3 separate regions of the Mus musculus genome follow, and all the other regions are linked to region 2. Evidence: chromatin contacts called from public Hi-C and promoter capture Hi-C data. All regions are on one chromosome and are shown on one strand. The core of a region is the stretch at or near the end of the contact, and the rest is flanking DNA. Distances in the headings are between cores, read along the strand shown. Region 1 overlaps Dtnb (dystrobrevin, beta). Region 2 overlaps Dtnb (dystrobrevin, beta). Region 3 overlaps Dnmt3a (DNA methyltransferase 3A).

Evidence for each region. Promoter capture Hi-C pulls out the DNA fragments that hold promoters and counts their contacts. Hi-C and Micro-C count contacts between places; a contact is called where the count stands out from the background.
Region 1: a promoter capture Hi-C map of the HPC-7 cell line shows a contact between it and region 2, with 2.2 times the contacts expected there. The contact joins two enhancer-like sites. A contact is called at or near these places in 3 of 39 promoter capture datasets (the C10 cell line, the HPC-7 cell line and epiblast stem cells), 7 of 484 Hi-C or Micro-C datasets (the G1E-ER4 cell line, the HPC-7 cell line, conventional type 1 dendritic cells and 4 more), 5 of 115 datasets of contacts at active chromatin or transcription factors (embryonic stem cells, epiblast stem cells, memory CD8 T cells and 1 more) and 2 of 9 other capture datasets (adipose tissue and pancreatic islet).
Region 3: a Hi-C map of bone marrow-derived macrophages shows a contact between it and region 2, with 46 read pairs. The contact joins two enhancer-like sites. A contact is called at or near these places in 6 of 39 promoter capture datasets (the HPC-7 cell line, cranial neural crest, embryonic stem cells and 2 more), 1 of 15 datasets of contacts at CTCF or cohesin (CD8 T cells), 8 of 484 Hi-C or Micro-C datasets (LSK cells, Th1 cells, bone marrow-derived macrophages and 3 more), 7 of 115 datasets of contacts at active chromatin or transcription factors (CD8 T cells, bone marrow-derived macrophages, effector CD8 T cells and 4 more) and 3 of 9 other capture datasets (adipose tissue, liver and pancreatic islet).

What each region holds. Positions count from the first base shown.
Region 1 is chr12:3,669,776-3,673,748 of GRCm38.p6, reverse strand. The region is part of intron 8 of Dtnb (dystrobrevin, beta); the gene reads right to left. Among named protein-coding and RNA genes, the nearest start is that of Dtnb, 99 kb to the right of the region's middle. Within about 2 kb of position 2,433, at least 43 of the 459 cell types and tissues checked have an H3K27ac peak or open chromatin away from gene starts, as enhancers often do. A contact at or near this core is called in the HPC-7 cell line and memory CD8 T cells, where this site is marked.
Region 2 is chr12:3,756,528-3,761,146 of GRCm38.p6, reverse strand. All of the region lies in intron 15 of Dtnb (dystrobrevin, beta), which reads right to left. Among named protein-coding and RNA genes, the nearest start is that of Dnmt3a, 48 kb to the left of the region's middle. Within about 2 kb of position 1,541, at least 112 of the 459 cell types and tissues checked have an H3K27ac peak or open chromatin away from gene starts, as enhancers often do. A contact at or near this core is called in the HPC-7 cell line, bone marrow-derived macrophages and memory CD8 T cells, where this site is marked.
Region 3 is chr12:3,840,816-3,844,880 of GRCm38.p6, reverse strand. All of the region lies in intron 2 of Dnmt3a (DNA methyltransferase 3A), which reads right to left. Among named protein-coding and RNA genes, the nearest start is that of Dnmt3aos, 19 kb to the left of the region's middle. Within about 2 kb of position 1,385, at least 26 of the 459 cell types and tissues checked have an H3K27ac peak or open chromatin away from gene starts, as enhancers often do. A contact at or near this core is called in bone marrow-derived macrophages, where this site is marked.

The sequences.
Region 1 (3,973 bases), core at 1,184-3,683, 88 kb after region 2:
ACTGTATTAGGAGGATGAATAGCTGGATAAGTGGGTAAGTAGAGCTTGATGTGCAAACGTGGGGCTCTGGGTTCAATGAGGGAGCAGGTCAGGGAAGGAAGAACACAGGAAAATCACTGGAGCCACTGGCCAGCCATCCTAGGAGGGGGCATCTATCAGTGGGCTCCAAGCTCAGTGAGAGGCACGTTCAAGGGAAAAAGGACAGAGAGAATGATATAACAGGATACATGATGTACCTCTCTCTGGCCTCCACATGCATGTGCATGAGTTCACACAAGACACAACAAAAGTATTATGTCATTTATAAATGAGGATGCAAACCAATAGCAAAGTCTATATGCAACAGGGGTACAAAGTAAAGCCTTATCAGATTACACAATTTTACAACAGAAAATGCACAGGGAGCCCAGTCCTAAGTGCATTCCCTAGATAACGTTCCATACCACAGAAGAAGATAAAAAAGAACCACTAAAGCTATATTTGGGAAAGACAAAACTAGGAACAGGTTAAATGTCCATTAGCAAGGGAACAAGGGAACAAGCAAGATCTGGAATATCACAAAATTGAATTCTAGATGGCACTGAAAATAACCAGTAGGATAACACAAGCTTGGAATCTCAACATGGCCGTCTCTGATGGGAATGGAGAAAGTTGCAAAGCCAGCACAGCTGCTTGACCAAGATCCAGCAAAGCTGAGCCGGGCGATGCAATTGCTGTTGTGCAGTCTTCCACTTCTGGTCTTGGTTTCCACGTGTTGCATCTACTACTAGTCAGTCAGGCTGCAAGACGCCTCTGGCCCTGTGCCTGACTTGCTCCTCCCTCTCCTCTGTAGGACTTGGCCACTGCTGCTGGCCCCCGACAAGTCAGGGTAAAAGGTGCGCCTCAGTGTCAGAGCTTGTCTAGAAGGCACTAAGAACTTGGTTTAATACCTAGCTCGCCACACACAAACACCTGCGTATGCTATAGATTACATACCACTTCTCATAGCCGAACACAGAAAGCTAGTTCCCTGACAGACTACCACAGAAGATACTACAGTTGATTACATATCACAGTGAAAAATTTTTTTAAATAAATCTCAAACATTTAATTAATTAATTTATTTATTTGGTTTTTAGAGACAGGGTTTCTCTGTGTAGCCCTGGCTGTCCTGGAACTCACTCTGTAGACCAGGCTGGCCTCCAACTCAGAAATCCGCCTGCCTCTGCCTCCCGAGTGCTGGGACTAAAGGTGTGTACACCACACCCAGCTAGTAAAAATTTTTTAAGAAATTATTTTTATGTGTGTGTTTTGCCTGCATGTGCACCACATATATGCCTGGTGCATTAAATCCCCTGGGACTAGAGTTGTAGATGGTTGTAAATGGCTACGTGAGTGCTGGGAATCAAACCAGGGTCCTTTGAAAGAGCATCCAGTCCTAATGATGAACTTGCTCTCTATCCCCCATAGTTATCTTAACCACTTCACTACTAATTGATATTTTTAATCCCTTCTTCTAGCTACTATATATTATGCTGATAGCATCCTCGTTCAAAACTCCTAGTGTGTTTGGTGCAGATATGGTTTTAGGAGAACTCCTATATGGAAAGTTGCTAGGTCCAAGGTCATACATATTTTAAGATGTGTCCTTCAGACCTAACAATTTACACCCTATACCAGAATCCTGAAAACTCCTCTTTTCTATCCGTTGCCAACCCTGGCTGTTCCACATCTCTTGCATTCTTCTGCAAGTGGGTTAGACATAGCATGAACGTTTTAATGGCCATAAATCATTTAAAACTGGAACAAGTGAGAAACTCTAGCTTTCCTGATGTTTTTTAATCAGCACTGGAGCAGTGTACCAGCTCATTGGTTTGTCAAGGCTGATACTGTAACATACTAAAGACTAGTGCCCTGACAGGATATATGGACAGACTAACAGACAATAAGAAATTATTCTAATAGTGTGATACACACTTTGAAGTTATTCTGTGTGCTGCAGACAAACCGTGAAGGGGATGACCATCAGTCTAGGCAATAGAACACAGAGAATTTAGCAAAGCTAAGCTGGGAGGATGGGTAGCTAGGACACGAGATTCAAAAACATAAAAGTAAGAAAACACAGTATGCCAGGCAACTTCAAAGTTTCATACTGTCGTACTGCTGACAGAGAGCAAAAGAAATCAAACTCCCAGACTGAAGACATAACTGTAAAATCTTTCAAAGTATCCCACTGTGAGGTAAGCTTGTTTTGGAAGGTGCTTCTGGCCAACACTGAACAGAAAGCTGCCTGCTCTCACATGCACTCACAGATCGCATGGTAGAAAAATGAGGCCAAGTGCAACCAGGGCTTTAGGGGCTAACAAACTGAAAGGGAAGCGGCAGACCACAAGCAGCAGTGAGGTCAGAAAGTGAGGAAGGTCTGCATGCGTCTCTGCCTGATCCTGTACCCCCAGCAGTAAGGAACCAAGTGCAGAGCACAAGACTCTCTGCCAGCAGCTGCCCACTGTCTGGCTATCTCAGGCTGCCACAAAACCGTAATATGTCTAATAGGGACAAATCCAGCAGTTGAGTGACATCATACACAGTACACCAAAAGTCAGATGGTGAGACCATCTCTACTGGTTACCACTGCTCTGACACAGTATTTACCACACATGTCTAAATATAAGAAATTTCTGAGCACTTGTTTGAAAAAATAAACAAAAGAGTCCTTGGCCTCAACCCAGAGCCTCTAAGTGAGGGTCCCCAGGGGTAGGACTTAGTACTTTGCATAATTAATGCGTAATCCTAAGGATCCTTTTCAGAAAAGGTTAAGTAGATATGTAACTATCTGAAAGAGATTAGGCCATTGCTTTCTAGAAGTGAGCGTAATTACATCCTACAAGTCCACAAATATTAATGGAAAAATTATTAGAAGTGTTTATGAATGGAAAAGCAGGTAAGACTTTGAAATGGAAATGCCCATAAAGTCAGTTAATAGAGGCATCAGAGCTTACATAGGGAGCATGACCTGGAACTAAGAACTGGAAAATCTACCAGTGTCGGGCATCTAAAACCTGGAACTACAGCAAAGCTTTCATGGAGAAGCAAGGACAGAAACAAGCTCTGGAGAGAACACTGGAGGAAACAGTATCCTCTCTACTGAAGGTGAGGCAGGGTCTCATAAAAAAATGACATGTCAGTGTTTTTATAAGTAGATACTAAATGAAGATGAACAGATGACTAATTGGACATTTAAAGGAAATTACATAGATAACACTCCACTACTAATTTACTTGAGAAGCTTCCCTAAATCCGTGTGTACGGATGTTCGAAAGCCCGGAGCAGACAGCGATTGCTGGTGGACTGCAGAAAATGCGGAGACAATGGAACAATTCACATGGCTGGGTCGTGAGGGAATGCGGGTGTTCCCACACATGGCAGCAGGGTATGCACTCTCCAGTGCAGCTCTGGAGGCCACCTGTAAGGATCAAAGAGGCTCCAACACTGAAGAAAGGGCTGGGGGCGAGTGATGACAGCCAGAGGAAATTGCTCACTTGAAGGACACTTGGTGTGGGCTCCACTTCCCGGCAGGCCTTGCCATCTCCTTCCTTGGTTGGTAGGGAGGTGCTATATTGTTTATAAATGACACACCATTCCCGTCTTTGATAAGCACCATCTTTTGAAACAGCTGGGTCTATTGCAGATGTTCTGCTTTCAAACTCAGCACTTCTGCAGCTGTAAATGGGTTTAAGGATAAACAGTGCTGCCAAACACCACAGCAGAGTTGGGCAATGTTCAGAAATTGACAAAAACAGTATTTAAATCATCCCAGGCTGATAACTGTTGCCAGGATATCTCTAGCCTCCGATGGTGTTAGAAAATTCAGAGTTCTAAAAGAATGTTACTTGCCAGTGAAGTGGTCTCATCCCCCCCAAGATTCTGTCCATTATCTTATTTGAGTCCTTATCCTATGAATCCTTAGTCTCCAAACCCTCCTACTGAGACAGAC
Region 2 (4,619 bases), core at 292-2,791:
CTGCTCCAAGAATATGTATTTCTCTATTGTGTATCTGGTGGAAGGATAAGGCCCCCAACAGGTCTGCATATGGTCCCTCTGCAGAGAACTGGCATCTGTTTGTTTCTACACCATGATGGGAAACTCAGGACCCATATATAACCTGTCTCACTGCAGAGACCTATGCGGTCTTCTAGGATTGCCAAGATTCTCTAAGTGAATCAACAGTATTGGGAGGGGGTAGTAGTGTGCATTTGGCTTTCAATCATGATTTTGTCTCTACCTGAATCACTGTTATATAGAAGCTAAGACGAACTTCTGGACTCAAAAGGGTAGAAGGCAAGGTGTTTATTTTTCTTGGTGCAAAGAAGAAAGCATATTGAATTTCTGGAACGAAGCACAACGTACTATGACTTACAATAAACTCAAAGAACAAAAAGAAAGTTGATATATAAAATCTTAGTTAAGAAAGTTCATACATTCTAAGACTAGAATTCTCCAGTCTTTTCCTGGGTTGGCTACCCCTATGTAAGATGGTCTCTCCATTGGGTCCCCAAAACCAATTCTCAGATAAATGGTCAGAAACCTCACTAAGAGAAAAGTGTCTCATGGACAGTACCAAATACTCAGGTTGCACATAAGAAACAAGACTAGATAGGACCTGGAGGACGTGGTTAAAAAGGTAAGGCTAGGTCAGTAAGAGGGTGAGAGCTCAAACCTACCAATCAGTGATAGTCTAGAATGCAACAAGGCGAACTGAAATTCCACTTCTATGATAATACCTTGTTCAGTAACACTCCTCCTGGAGCTGAAGAGATGGCTCTGTGTCTGAGAGCACAGGCCCCTCTTCTAGAGGAGCAGAGAGTATGGTGCTCAGCACCTCTGAGCCAGTGGTGATTCCAACCCATATCTGCCTGGCTAGATCAGCTGGAGTTTTAGCTGCACAGTTCTAGGTATCTAGAAGGTATTTCTCTGTAACATGGCCAAGAATATTACAGCCAAGACCACACCTAACCCAGAATAATCTCTTTCCACTGTTTTCTTGGCAGGGACATTTATTTTCCCAGATTCTGGGGTTCTAAATCTAGAATCCATGGCTTACTCTGTCTTGTCTTTGGCTGTTTTTTTGTTTTTGTTTTTTAATGATATCTGGATAGTAGGTAGCATTCTGGAAAGAGTGTGTGTTCGGGAGGATTTCTCTAGTCTAGTGTGTGTGAGTTTCCTAGGGAACATGGGGAACAGTTTTCATATCATATACACATTACAGTCAGGAAAGCAAAATACAGAAATACAGTATATGATGGAAATAAGATAGAAGAAAGCCTCTTAGCTTGTCTTTTATGGAATGATCAAAACAGAGGCATACCCCTCAGATCCAAGAATTATTTCTCCTTTCTAATCATTCTCACTAAAAACTTCCTGCCAGTGTTCACAGAGCTCTATGAGAACATAATTATATTTCCTCTTTTTACAAAATGAAACCAAAACCAAAACAAGGAACTGCTGGGGCCCTGCAGGGAGCATAGGAGCAAGAGGGATAAACATGCACTCTGGGTAGACGTCCACACGCCATCTGCAGGCCACTGGATCCAGCCGACAGCTGTGCGTGCAGAGACTGAGGCCCAGGGCAAAGGCTGTGGGGTTACCTTGAAGTACATCAATTCATCCACTCACCAAAAGCCAAGGTTTTGCAGACTTAGGAGGCAGGAGTGTAACTGAGGCTCAGGATGACAATGATCTGACTTCTATTTCCATATTTAAGGCATTGTGCCAACCAAGAAGTTACATTCCTACTAACCAGAAAATTATGTCCCTACTATTTGAGAATGGAATTTGTGTTCGTTTCTTTTGAATGCTCTAACAGACTGAGCATTAAACAGACTCTGATATATGTGGCAGAGCATTGCGAGTCAGAGTCAATGTAACTCCTGGCTGTGTTGGAAGTCGATCCAGGCTTCTGTTATGGGGTGAGAAACATGGGAGCTGTATGAGAGGAGCATAGAAATCCTTCATGGAAAGCTGGACCCCAGGCCATGGACACATACATGGACAGCTTAATTTTAATTGAGCCTTAAGAGATCCAGAAGTGCCGGGTGGTGGTGGCGCATGCCTTTAATCCCAGCACTTGGGAGGCAGAGGCAGAGAGGCAGAGGCAGAGAGGCAGAGGCAGAGAGGCAGAGAGGCAGAGAGGCAGAGGCAGGCAGATTTCTGAGTTCAAGGCCAGAGAGAGAGAGAGAGAGAGAGAGAGAGAGAGAGAGAGAGAGAGAGAGAGAGAGAGAGATAGATCCATATATCCAGAAGTGATATGATATGTTATACTGGGGGGAAATACACATCTGAGATGTCTCCTAAGGGAGCTGGGATGTTTAGTCCTTCCAGATCTGGAGTGATCTGGACTGTATCCAGATGAACATAGTCATTGCTGTCTGTCTGTCTGTCTGTCCGCCCGCCCGCCCGTCCGTCCGTCCATCCATCTATCTATCTATTCACCTATCTATTTATAGAAAGAGTCTATATTGTCCTGGGTGTCCTGGAACTTGCTCTGTAGACCAGGCTGGCCTCTAAATCACAGAGATTCACCACCTCTGCCTCCTCATTGCAGGGATTAAAAGTGTGTGCCACCACACAGAGCTGAAATTTGTTTTTCTGACTCCTTGTAAAGAGGATTTCTTCGTCACAACTCAGTCTCCTGAATGGATCTGCCTATTTCTTGAGAGTAGCTGGACCAGAATTGCTGCTACAGGCACGTGAACTGGTTATGTTCCTCACAATTAATACAATGATTAACTTGTGCAGTCTTCTTGCTAATGGTGGTTTTCCCTCAGCAAATATTTATTGAGTATCTGCAGTGCAGCAGGCTGGGTTAGAGACTGGAAACACAACAGTAAAGAGAGCTGGCAAGGTCCTTTAATTACAGACTCATGATGGTTGGGTCATGATTAACCCTAAATCAGCCAGTCTAGTGGAATGAGCTTCTTAAACTACGGGGTGAGTGAGCAGTCTGATCTGAAGAAGCCATGAGGAAAGAGAAGAAAAGAGAATGAGGGAAGAGAGACAGAAGGATTGCTAGGTAAGGTCACTCAAGGTGCTGAGAGAGTGGCTGGGGCTGAAGGCAAGGCCTCAATAAGGTGTGCTTATCTATTTATTCACTTATTTTCAGTGCTTGGGATGGAGTACAAGGCACTATATCATATATGCTAAGGATGGCAATACCTCTGACCTCTAGCATCAAACATTTTAAAGTAACAGTACTACTATCCACTGTTCTCAAGTTCTTGCAAAGTTAAAATAACTATAATATTGTGATATAACAAGTATGAATTTGGTCTTCTATCCTAGGTTCAGTCACAAAAGCTTCTAAAAATCTTTAGACTCACTAGAAAGTTAAGAGTATATGTGGGGGCTGTTGAGATGGCTCAGCAGTTAAGAGCACTGACTGCTCTTCCGAAGGTCCTGAGTTCAAATCCCAGCAACCACATGGTGGCTCACAACCATCCGGAATGAGATCTGATGCCCTCTTCTGGGGTGTCTGAAAAGACAGCTACAGTGTACTTACCTAAAATAAATAAATAAATCTTAAAAAAAAAAAAAAAAAAAAAAAAGAGCATATGTACGCTAAGGCTGCTTTCAGGAAGGAGCTGTTTGTTTGCCAGAAAGCCCACAGCATGATTCAGTGTTAGACCTTGGTGCCCTCTACAGACCTCTGAGGAACATGAATAGAGACGAAGCTAACCATCTTGAATGAAGGGGTTAGTGAACACCTACATGCCAGGGGGGGGGGGCAGTGTCCACAGTACAGGGGGAAAACTCCTGTACTGGGACCTTCTAGACCTTGAAGTATGTACCTCTTTATCTATCTGTACATTTGCATCCTAACAACAAAGAAGAGGTTCTGTTAGTTGTGCAAGCCATTATTGCAAATGATCAAACTTAAGGAAGAGGAAAGAATTTTCAGTCAAATCAGACTGAAGTGCAGGCAACTGGAGCCCCAGTGCTTACAGCTTACAGGTATCTCAAGTCAGAGTCAGTCTTGTGAGATGAGCCCTTAGCCCAGGCTTTGGTGTTACACCCAGTTAGTCAGTATCATAAACAGTTAAATGACAGCACCACCAGTGGGTGCCTAGAGTGAATTGAAAAACTGTTTGGCGTAAAACCCCACATATTTGGTGTTTGAAGTGTTCTCTGAGCAGAATCTTAATAGCAGTTAGCATAAAACCTTGTAGGGGTTGGAGAGATAGCTTAGTGGTTAAGAGCATTTACAGCTCTTCCAGAGGACCACACTATGGCTCACAACTAACCTGTAACTCCAGTTCCAGGGATCTGACATCTTCCTGCCTCTCTGCCCCACCACTCACCCCACAGTAACTCTTCATTTAGAAAGTTTTGTCACACTCAACAATGGCACAGGCCACAGATGGTTTGGCTCAAAAGACTTACACTCTTTTTCACTCAACAATGACACACGCCACAGAAGGATTGGATCTAAAGACTTCGTCTTCTTGCAATCTTTTTATCTTACAAATGTGACCATGGGTGAGTCCAGTGTAAACCCTGTGGGGTGGGCAGGAGCTTTTCCCATTTAGATGGACATAGTCCTTTCAGGATGTAAGGACCAGGACACTGCTTGGGCTGTTGGATGT
Region 3 (4,065 bases), core at 136-2,635, 84 kb before region 2:
CCCAGCTGCATACGCCAGGTATGGCAATCTATGCCTGCAATGCCTGAACTGGAGAGGCAGATGTGGAAGGTTATACATTTAAGGTTATCCTTGCCTTTTGGAGAGTTCAAAACCATCTTTGGCTACTACAAAAACAAGCAAAATCAGAAATCAAACCAAACCAAAGACACTTGACCTTCTGGTACAGACAAACACCTGTTCTCATGACCCCATGGGAAAGGCCTCTAGGGTCTTTAACAGCAAACCGTATGCCACGTGGTCCCTCCGTGTGAAAACCCTATGTCACATGGTCCCTCCATGTGCTGCTCACGTGCTTTACCTCATACAAGCTATCCAGGCATGCTACACACAGTCAGCACACTTTGTCCCTGCTGGCTTCAATCCAAACTAGTCCAGCCTAGGAGGAAGCAGCCACCTTACCAGCACTTGAAGAGCACCAGGCCTGGGCCCCAATCCCAGCAGGAAGCACGATGTGCACAGAACAGACCTCCTACTCTGCTGGACCCATATCTAGGTTTGGCTCCCACCTTCCCATGAAGCTCAGTACAGCTTTGTGGAAAGCAAGTTATCAATATAGCATTCTAAAATGGAGGGTATGCTTTCTGCTCTGAGCCTGCCTGTGGGCTGTTCGTACCACTGGGCAGGGAACTGATACACTGATTGGGTGGACAGATGGTCTGGGCCATGCCCTCAGTGACTCCAGGAAGGTCTATCAAGAGGTTTATTCTTGCATCTGTCAGGGGCCTGTCAGTGCCTAAGACGGGTTAAGCAAAGGAATGTGGGCTATGCTTCTCAAATCTGCAAGCAGCACCGATGTCGTCGAATGTCAGCTAATACTGAAATGCAAGAACCTGTGCTGTAGTAACCGGAGCAGCTGGAAACAGCAGCACATTTAGTGGGAACAGATTTGAGCCCAGATTGGCCTCCTCATCCGAGGGGAGGGGGAGACAAAAGGGAAGGGGAGATGAGGGGGGGAGAGGGGGAGACGGAGTGGGAGGGGGAGATGAGGGGGGGAGAGGGAGGAGTCTCAATTAGCCCCTCAAGAACTGTAGCAGGAGTGGGGGGGGGCAGAAATTATAGACGGGTTTTGCAAAGAGCAGGGCTGGGCTGAGCAGGAACTTACACTGTTTACTAGTCACCTTGAACTTAGCCTCTCTGCAGCCTGCATTCCTTATCCATAAGATGGAAATCATGCTTGCTCCACAGCTGGAGCTTGAGAACTAAGTAAGGCGATAGAGGAAGCTGGGAACAGTGACAGTCACTGGGGAACGGCTTACTTCCTCCTGCCTCCATACTAGAATGTTTCACAGGGGCCAGCATTCCCAGCCCGCCAGCAGAGGCCCCCTCCTGGCCTCCAGCAAATCCCAGCTCTCTCTCCTCCATGTGCAGCCATCACTCACAAGCAGACAGATCCCAACATCTGGCTACCGCCGTTGCTATGGTGAGCTATGTGGATGCTGGGGCGGCAGACTTTTCCAAATTGCAAGGTGGACTATGTCATTCTACAGAGCTTTAACCCTCTCTGAGGGGGACCCCAGGGACCTGGAGGATCAAGCCCAACTCCTAGTCTTTGTAAAGGTCCCTGGGCTCTTGCTGAACTGCCTGTGTTTCCTTTCTATCCCAGGGCCCCAACATAGGCAGCGGGTGCAAAAGCAGCTGCTTCCCCAGGCACAGCTACTCCTCCTGCCTAACCCACCTTCCCTGAAGGCTTCCCGGGCTTGCTTTCCCTACCTAGACTGAACGGATAGGTCCTGACAGCCACCCACCCCTGCAATGCTATGAGCTCTTTGAATCGAGTAACCAGAGCTGCTGTTTTTCATTTTGGAGGCAGAGTCTCCCCATGAATTTGAGGCTGACCTCAGACTTGCAATCCTCCTGCCTCCCAGTGCCGGTGCACTAATGTGCTTGGCCAGCAGGGACTTCTCGAGAGGTGAAGGCAGGAGGGTCAGAATTTCTAGGCCAGCCTAGAGTACTTGAGTTTCTGTTCTAAAAACCAACAACAGAAAAGAAAAGAAAAGAAAAGAAAAGAAAAGAAAAGAGAAGAGAAGAAAAGAAAAGAAGAGAAAAGAAAAGGAAAAAAAAGCCTAGCCTGACAGATACTGGGCAACCCTTAGATGAGTGACAGTCACATAGCAGATACTCAGTAAAGAGTAGAGTCCACGCCAGGCGTGGTGGCGCATGCCTTTAATCCCAGCACTCGGGAGGCAGAGGCAGGCGGATTTCTGAGTTTGAGGTCAGCCTGGTCTACAGAGTGAGTTCCAGGACAGCCAGGGCTACACAGAGAAACCCTGTCTCGAAACAAACAAACAAACAAAAAAGAATAGAGTCCACATGCACAAAAGAGACTCACATACAAACCTACAGCGCACAGGGCACAAAGGCACATAGATCTCTATGTCTCCACAGTCACAAACAGGTTGAGCCCAGCCTGGTCTAAAACTTATTATGTAGCCTAAGCTGGCCTCAAAGTACAATAGTCTCCCTCCTCAGTGCGCTAATAGGCATGAGCCAGCACACCTGTTTTGTTTTGCATTGTGTGTTGAGGGAGGCTCTCACTGTATAACTCAGAGTGTCCATGAGTTTGTGGTCCTCCAGGCTGCACGTCTCAAGTGTCAGGGATCTGCTCAACCCCCAACCTTAAACAGATCATCTACACCTTAAATGGAATTGTCACTTTCCTTTTCTGGAAGTCTTTACAGCTTTGGGGAACCTTCAGCTAGGGTGGGCTGTTAGGTTAAGTGGTTCCCACCAGCCTCACTCTAAAATTCTGAGGCTATGATTTGACCTACATTTTAGCACAGCTCACTGGATGGATTATTTTAAGTCACACACATCTTTGCCTTCTGACAAGCTGGGCTATGCCAATAATTGCTCACATTTGTACAATACAGCAAAATCAGCAAAGGATTTCCACATATGCTTTTTTGTTGTTGGGTTTTGAAACAGGCTCCCAAGTGCCTGAGCCAGCCTGGAACCCGACAGGCAGCTGAGACAGGCTTGGACTTCTGATCCTCTCTCCTCTATCTCCCGAGTGCTGGGGTTACAAGCCTGCTCTTCATTTTATGTTTATGATTGACAGAAACCACAGTAGGTGTCATGTTCTCCCATCACACAGGTGGTAAAGTGAAGCTCAGAGCGATTCTGAGATTTGCAGAAGGCAAAGGCGAAGCCTTAAGAATCAACAGTCCCAGCTTCTCATTTCCAGCCTGCGGGTCTTTTAAGCCTCTATATCTGCCTATGCCATGTTCTATGCACACACAGTGAAAACACAGTAGTGCATACTGAATGCACACCTTATTCACTGACATGCAAACACACCCACACACACTTGCCTCTCTGGGCCTAGGCATAGGCTCTTGTCCCCCAAAAGAAGCCCTTCCCCAGAAACAGAGAGACATCCATGCTCCCGTTAGTGCTGAGAGCAGAAGCCACTGACCCAGAATCTGAACAGATGCCTCAAGTTGGTGTTTGAGTCAAGGGGATGAACTTGCCAGATCTAGCCAGCTACTTGCCCAGGCCTCCCAGGACAATAAGCATGCAGCCTTTGCCAGCTGGCTGACCTCCCAGGAACTGTCTGTGGCCACGGAATTGTCTTCTGCAGGAGGCAAAGCCCTGCCCTGGGCTGCCTGAGCACCTTGCTTGAGAAGCCCTAGCAGGGCACCACAGACCTGTACAAGGCATACACACGTTCACATGCAGACATGCCTCACCCCTTAGAGGTGGTTCTTGCTCCATGGCAACGGACAGAGGCTGAGGTCCTGTGAATGACAAGAACTGCTAGAGGCACCTCCAGACTCACCCCTGAAAGCTCATCAGCCCTTCATTTCAGAAACTGACAGTAGTCAGCAAACAGTCACTGGCTTCACAGGATAATTACTGATAGAAAGAAATTATCCCTCCTAGCCAAAGGCCACCACTTCTCTGGAGACAGGAGCCATGCCTTAGTGTCCCTTTTGGGATCCCCTACAGATCATAGGAACTTGCATAGAGCAGGTGCTTCATAAATGTTAAAGGATTTGAAATAATTTTGCTGCTGGGCGGTGGTGGCGCACACCTTTAATCCCA